2 separate regions of the Anas platyrhynchos genome follow, and region 1 is linked to region 2. The links are chromatin contacts, called in public Hi-C maps. All regions are on one chromosome and are shown on one strand. Each heading gives the region's core, a stretch centred on a gene start, on an enhancer-like site or on the middle of the called end of the contact. The rest is flanking DNA. Distances are from core to core; before and after follow the strand shown. Region 1 overlaps DST (dystonin). Region 2 holds the start of ZNF451 (zinc finger protein 451).

Evidence for each region. Hi-C and Micro-C count contacts between places; a contact is called where the count stands out from the background.
Region 1: a contact with region 2 is called in a Hi-C map of F1 follicle, with 2.9 times the contacts expected there. The contact joins the enhancer-like site here to the promoter of ZNF451 in region 2. A contact is called at or near these places in 5 of 8 Hi-C or Micro-C datasets (F1 follicle, F5 follicle, liver and 2 more).

Annotation. Positions count from the first base shown.
Region 1 is chr3:94,707,994-94,711,736 of IASCAAS_PekinDuck_T2T, forward strand. The region is part of intron 3 of DST (dystonin); the gene reads left to right. Among named protein-coding and RNA genes, the nearest start is that of DST, 24 kb to the left of the region's middle. Within about 2 kb of position 2,313, at least 3 of the 8 cell types and tissues checked have an H3K27ac peak or open chromatin away from gene starts, as enhancers often do. A contact at or near this core is called in F1 follicle and subcutaneous adipose tissue, where this site is marked.
Region 2 is chr3:94,657,476-94,661,094 of IASCAAS_PekinDuck_T2T, forward strand. ZNF451 (zinc finger protein 451) reads right to left here and starts at 2,360. Exons shown (of 16, transcript XM_072036325.1): 1 at 2,125-2,360; 2 at 1,640-1,723. The coding sequence starts at 1,720.

The sequences.
Region 1 (3,743 bases), core at 1,063-3,562, 50 kb after region 2:
TAAAATATTCTTCAACTGTTGTATCAAAGAAATAGAGCTGTAAAATTTTTGCTTGAAAAACATCTAATACTTTTTTTTGGCCATGATTTATAGCAACTGGGATTTGGTGTTCAATGGTGAGATTACACTATGTGTATGCAGCGTAGCCTCGCTGAGAAATTAAATTTTTAACTGTTCAGATTTTTTTTTTTTTAATCCCAATGTCTTCCCTTGCAAGATGGTAATGTAAACCCAAGCTGCTAAACTATGCTAGTGGTCTTAGTAGTACCAAAATGAGTTTTATGTAAATGATCACAAATACTAAATTTTGTACGGTAGCAGGAGGCAGGTTAAAAAAAAAAAATCATTAATCAGCTATGATTTTGTTATGATGGTGTTGTTTGCACGACTAAAAATGACCAGTAATTGTCTCTCAGATGCCTAGTAATTATGAAGGCTAAATGCAGATGTTTCCTCTTCCTTCGCTGCCTCAGGAGCCAGTCTTCAGAGTTCTATTGTATAACATCCTACTGTGGCACATAAACACTGCATCTTTATATAGCAAGGGACTCCCTTTTCCATTAGTATTTATATATAACGTTGCACATGGGTATTATGCTGAAAGAATAGTTTGGCAAAGGCAAGTATTCAAACGTTAGGAAATGCTGGAATTAAGGCTACCCATGCAGCTTCACTTCGGTCGACTTTGCATCTGCATTGTCATACAGACTTTAAATGTATGATGGCATACTGTTTTCTCACAGGATGTACTCTGTATCCATTGCAGGGTGGAAGTGCTCTTAGGATGACTCTTATGTGTAGGAGTTCTACTGCAGAAGTTGTAGAGTGTGTAAATGAATAAAACAGGAGATTGCGAGAAGAGAAAGGATCTTTTATTTCTATAAAAAGCAGCGAGTGCTGCCTTGAAGAGTGAAGGATGGGCGCAAGGTCACTGTGAACTTACCAAACAACTGGCTTAAAACATTTTTTTTATCCTCCATTTTCTAAGGGCATGATTTAAAGCATGTAGTTGGGTTTCCTAAACTTCTCGAACTGCCATTCACCACTGAACTCCCCGTGTGCCGTGGTCTGCGTGTTGCTGATACATAATTGTAGTAACTCCTAAAAATGAGGCCCCTAGTATCTCAATTTGACCTAGGTACTAGAATTGTCTTCTTGCTTTCAGTTTGCGCCCTGTGTGATGTGGAAGATCATTCATACTTACAGAGCAGTGAGATACTACTGTAGTAATGAGCACAACAAAATGGTTTAAACAGAATTTTTTTTTTTTCATATTATTTGAATAGTATGAAATAAGTTTAGGGGCTGCCCTTTGAAATCAGGATGATAAAATATTGAACACCTGTTTATGGAGTGAATATTACTCATTGTTTGTACTAAATAGGAGCAAATGACTGTGGACACAATAGCATATGACCACATCATTACGACTGTGCCATGATAGGAAAAAAAGAAAAGGCTGAATGAAGCTTGTGTGGTGAACCTTGAGTCTGGAATGTGGTAACATTTTAGTGCTTGACCTTAAAAACAGTACTTTAACATAAACTTTGTGTCTAATTCCTTACTGTTGAAAAAAAAAAAAAAAAGTAAACTTAAAAATAAAGCTCTGTTGTGTGGCTCATCAGCAGGTTTTGACATTTGAACCAGACCACAGAAATTTCTGCTCTTGGAGCTCAGGCAGAGACTGACAATGTTTGTATTCCTCCTTGTGAATCCGTACCAAAGGGACGGAGGTAATGTTCCTAGAGGAGCCCTCAGGTGGCTGAGTTAGGTGAAATCCCAGTTTTCCTACAGGTCCCTTAGGGGAACGTGCTTTTTTTGTGCTCATTCTTCCCAAGCTACCATTTTTCTACCCTGTCCCTCCAGCCCGCTCCTGACCTGCCTCTGTCCCACCACTGGCTCCTTTCTCCCACCTGCTCAGTCTTGCTCCTCCGTCCTTACTCCTCTGCCAACCTCAGCCCTTGTCTCTCTCCTTGTCAGCCCTCGAATCGCTCCTCTGTGTCACACCCTCTGCGTGTGACATCCCCAGGCTCACCTGCTCAGTCAGCGTGATGCTCAGAGGCACTTGTTCAGCCAGCTCTTTGATTTCTGTTTTTCCCTGTGGCCTCTGGCTATGTGCTCCTCGTTAGCTTCCTTGGCTCTTGTTTGCCTCTCCTCAGGTCCTACCTTCCTCGTTCCTCAGAGAACCTCGTTCAGAGCCTCTTGCTGAGGCAATACCAGCTTCATGCCAGCACATCAGATCCTTAGCTCTCCCTGGTCTCTCTCTCCAGCACTGCTGGTTACTGGCCCCAGCCGTTGCCTCGCATCTCTGTTTCTCCTCTAGTCTTTATCCAGCCTGTTTGCCCTTGAACACTTTTTCTCCTCAGCTCCAGCTCCCAGACTTTATTTCTGGAGTCAGCCAGTCTCCGTGTTTGTCCCTCAGCCTGTCACTCCCGGCGTATTTCTCCAGCCCTTTCCTCCCGTGTGCTGGTTCCGGTGTTTGTCCTCCCTGCGCTCAGATCGTACGGCTTCTTCCTCTTGCTGGCTGAGTACGGCCGGCCAAATCACCAGGAGCATAAAAGAAACAGCCTCCCTCCTGGCAGGTCTGCTGCCTGCCCTCCCTGGCTCTCCATGCTTCTTGCTCACACTGCCATCAGCCTGCAACCTCAGCAGGCAGCTGTTAGATGGAGAGATCAATGCTGCCTCCGTATCTGCAGGCTGGAAGGATCCTGCTCAGCTCCTCAGCGAGGATGGTAGGTGTCCTGACATCGGAGGGAAGGGCTGCGAGGGCGGACTTGGCTTGGTGGTCAGGCCGTGATGGTGGGGCACTGGCCTGGCAGCTGTAGGAGTCCTCAGAGGCTTTGTTTAGTGAGTGCCAACCTGAAGAGATTTTAGCTACATAGATAAATTTAAATGTTACATTTGGCCTTGCTTTACTTTTTTTTCCCTCTTTTTATTTTTTAAGTTCTGGTAAAATCACACTGGTAGTCACCTGAGCCCTAGGAATAGTGAAGCTTAATGTTGCAGAGAAGGTCTATGAGATGACAGGGACAAGCAGATAAGAGATTAAAAGAAGTTGGCTTGCTCAGCAAAACCAAAAAACGCTGAGAGGAGGTACAGTGCAGGCTATGAACGCATCAGCGAAGCAAAAAACATATTTAAGGAAATGAATGCTGTTGTCACAAAAACTAAAGACCAGGTATGAATTTCAGGTGGCAACTAAAGGAAAATTACTTCTAATCAAGGGAACAGTAAGTTCTGGAGCAGTTTTCTAGTCAGAGTAGTGAGATTCAACCCAAGCTTTCAAGAGCTTTACTTTATACTCCCTGATGCCAAGGCTAGCAGATGATATTTATATTTTAAAGACTTAGCACTGGCAAATTTAGACAAGCCTTTAAGAAAGAGGACAAAAGGTCTGTGTCTAGCATGAAGAATATTGAGAACTGAAATCTGTTCTGAAGCCCAGAGTCCTCAGAAAACCTACTGGATATTTTCATCAGTCCTGCTCTCAGGCTTCTGAGTCAGCCTTTGAAAAATTTGGGGAAAATCCAGCTTTGGGCAGGGAGTGTTTTCAACCAAACATAAGATGAGGCAACTGAAATTGATTTTACAAGAGAAAACAATTTGATAATTATTAACGGTATTAACTGCTGTTGTGTAATACAAGAACTTACATTTTCAAATGGTTAAATATTGATTGAATGCTGTTATGCAACTTTTACAACAGCTTAAAAAGAACAAATGAATGTTTAAGCCTAAAAGGA
Region 2 (3,619 bases), core at 1,110-3,609:
TCAGACAGGTTGAGGTTGGCAGGGACTGTGTCTGGGCATCTTCCTATAGATCTATGAAATGAAAATAAGTAAACAAAATGCATCATGTACACAAACACACACACAACAATCTTTCAAGAAAAAATGAACATGTTGAGATACTCAGCGGGCTTCTCCAACCCAATTTATGCAGTACCACTTGGTACACTGGGTCCCTGAGACACGCAGTAGCTGAAAGATCAGGTAGCATTCATACACAACATTTATGAAGCCACTACACATCTAGCCATACACATTATTATATGGAAACACTGATCTGAAAGCTATAAAAATAAATTAGAAATCCTTCTGAAAGGTGCACGTTTACTACAGGGACATGTGGTAGTGATCCAAAACGGGGATGCAGCCAGTGTCAGACACCTTTCCCCTTGTGTTCATCAGTGACCACAGCAACCTCCTCACCCCAGGACACCAACCCTGCACAAACAAGGCTAAGCAGCCTTCCTCCCAGACAGGCCAGCCTGTCTCAAACCAGTCATCACAGGACCACAAAGCATCTGCGCTTAACACGTGCAAAAACAAGAAAAAAAAGGTAGCAGAACCGCTGATTTTATACGTTTCTTTTCTTTCAGTTGGTGTTCTCAGTTCTACAGCAGCCCTTCAATCATTGCACGCCCAAAGCTATGTTAACTTCCTCATTCTTCGCCCAGCGTTTTAAGAAAGTGAGGCTTATACAATCATGCTACACATGAACGCTTGCCCGTTTATTTAAAGAACTCTGAACTCATTAGTCAATTCTGGTAAAATTCAACCAAAAGATCAAGAAGTCTCAGAGACGGTCAAGTACTTATAGGTTTAGCAAAAACATGTGTATGCCCCTTATACCTCAGCACCTAAATACCTGTGCAGAAAGGTGTACAATGAACTTAGACTTCATCAAACACCATGAAAAACAGGAAGAAATCTACTGCCACTTACTTTTTAGCATTAAAAACAAGAGAAATCCATAGGAAGCCACCCATTTTCAGTCCCAGCATCAATAAATGGCTTATCTCTTATTTGTGTGACTTCTGCTTTAGGATAAATCATCTTTCTGTTCTTCCACATGTGCCTGCCATCCAGCACCAATTGACTGATGCTGGATTGAGGCTAGAGCACTGCCAGCATGAAAAACACCCTCTTTTCCTTGGGTATTTGACAGATATAAGTATCTTAAGGTTAGGTGTGTGTAAGGTGAACGGGTAACTGGTGCTGTAGTGTAGGTACAGGACACTGCTTCACGATTTGAGAAGACTGCTTAAGGCCTCTTACCTCGTTACCTTTGATGAGGCTGCTCATTAAGCACCCCGCCACACGACCAGCAGTGCCTGACCTTGCCGTGTACCCCCCGGCCCCCTCACACCCCACACCCACCCGCTGGGCTGCTCGGCTCTAGGTTCGCCCTGTAGGACCGACTGGCATCACCCAGCACCTTCCCAACGAAGGGGCCAAAAGCACCTTTGATATAAGCTTGTTATCTGTTTAATACAAACTTGTTATCTTAAAGCTGACACCGACGACTTCAGATGTCACAATTTTTGCTGATTTTGGTTACATTTGAAGGGCACGCATTAAGTTTTCTGCCCCAAGCCCCCGTTTGCAGGCGCGGGGTCCTACTTACTCCAACAAACTCAATCTCGTCCTCGCTTTCGGAAGCCGACGACCTCCTCTCGGAACCGGCGGCCGAGCCGTAGGGCTCCATCACCTAGGGAGACACAAACCCCAAATCCCCTCACCACCGCGGATTTCAATTTGCCAGGCCCCCCCCCCACCCCAATCCCCAAACCGCGGCCTAACCCAGGCAGCGCCCCGCTGCCGGCGTCCCCAGGGGGAGAAGCACCCGTGGGGGCTCGGCACCGCCCCGGGGGGCTCGGCATGGCCCTGGGGGGCTCGGTACCACCCCGCTCGCCCCAAAACCCACCCTGGGGCTGCTGCCCGCTGCAGCGCCGCTTCCTCTTCCCCCGGGGGCGGCGGGGAAGGGGGAGAGGCGTGGCGGCAGCGCGGCTTGCCGGGACTTGTAGTCGCCGCCCGGCTTCACCCCCGTCCCTTTCCCCTTCTCCTTCTCCATCCCCTCCCCGCTACGGTGCACGGAGCCCGGGGACCCACGCGATGGTGCCGGGACCAGGACCGGGGCCGGGGCCGGCGCCGGCCATAGCGGCGGGCGGCGGCCAGGGCGCGGAGGCGGGAGCGGGAGCAGCAGCAGGAGGAGGCTGTGGGGCGATGGCGCCCGTGCCCTGCTCCCTGCTCGCCCCCCGGACACCGTTGTCCCGGCGCCGGTAGCCGGGCGGGGAACGTTGTGGCCGCCCTGCTTGAAAGAGGCTTCGGTTCTGAGGGCGGGGTGGGGGCAAAACGTGCCCCCCCCCCCCCTCCCGGGGCTCCCTCCTCATGCCCCCTGCCCCGCCCGCGCCATGTCTCAGGGGGTGGCAGGGGGTGGAAGCTGTGTGGTAACCACCGGGCCTCGGCTCTGGTGGCTTCATGCAGGGTGGGCAAGCTTGGAAGATCTAAAAGAAACATTACTCTGGGGATCTGCGACCCCTTTTCCCTTATAATTTGAGTTTCCTGGCTGGGGAATGCACTGCGGCAGCCAGGCTGTGTGGGGGAGCAGGGTGGGCGACGGGGATGGATGTCTGTGGTGGGCTCTGCTGCTACAAAATGCTGAGGGAAAATAAACGGGCTTGTGAATGTTAATGGATGAAATGTTGATATCTTGGAGACCTGTAACTGAAAATGATGAGATCCTGAAATAAAATGACACAGCTAAGATGAATTTTATTTATTTTATTGACTTGTTTTCTTGCCTTTTATCTACTACTGCTCTCCTCCCTTCACCCCAGTTACCTTGAGCCACCCCAAGTACATATGAATTGCCTTTGCTCAACGCATTAACGCTGGGTAAATAGGAACATGTAATGACACAGTTGCATGCCTACATGAAAGACCTAAATGCACACAAAGCACGTCACTATTCCTCCTTACTAAATTTTGTATACCTGAGGAAGATTTGAGGACAGTATGTTAAGTTTTGGTGATCTGGAAGCTTTGTGAAAGAAATAACGCATCACAGGGCACTTAAAGTCAGCATTAATTTAGTGCACTTTTCTTGTAAGCAAGTTACTGTACTGTAAGTTTTAAGCCCCATTTCATGTGTGAATGAAAACAGCTCTCTGGTAGATATACTGAGATGCTGAATGGCAAAAACCAACCAACCAACCACCACAATGACTGAAATATTTTTATATACATTTTCTGTTGTGTAAACTCAGAATTAGCCCCTTCAGTGAGATGTAATTCTTGTTTCTTTTTTACTGTTTGACTACTAATTAAAATAGACTAGGTAACAAATTTCTACAACTTCATCACTATTGAGGTGCATAAACAAAACTAAACTACTGCTTAGAAAATTCAAGTCCTTGTTGATGCCTAAAATTTCATATTTTGCATTTTAACTTATATGTGCTAACAGAACGTTGATAGCAGCTGTTCTGTTTGTAGCTTGTATTTGCACTTAGTTACTTGTTATTCTTGAAGGTAGATAATCTGATGTGCAATAATATTGGGTTAATAGAACAAGGTGGCATTGTTTTTTGAAACTGCTCCTCTA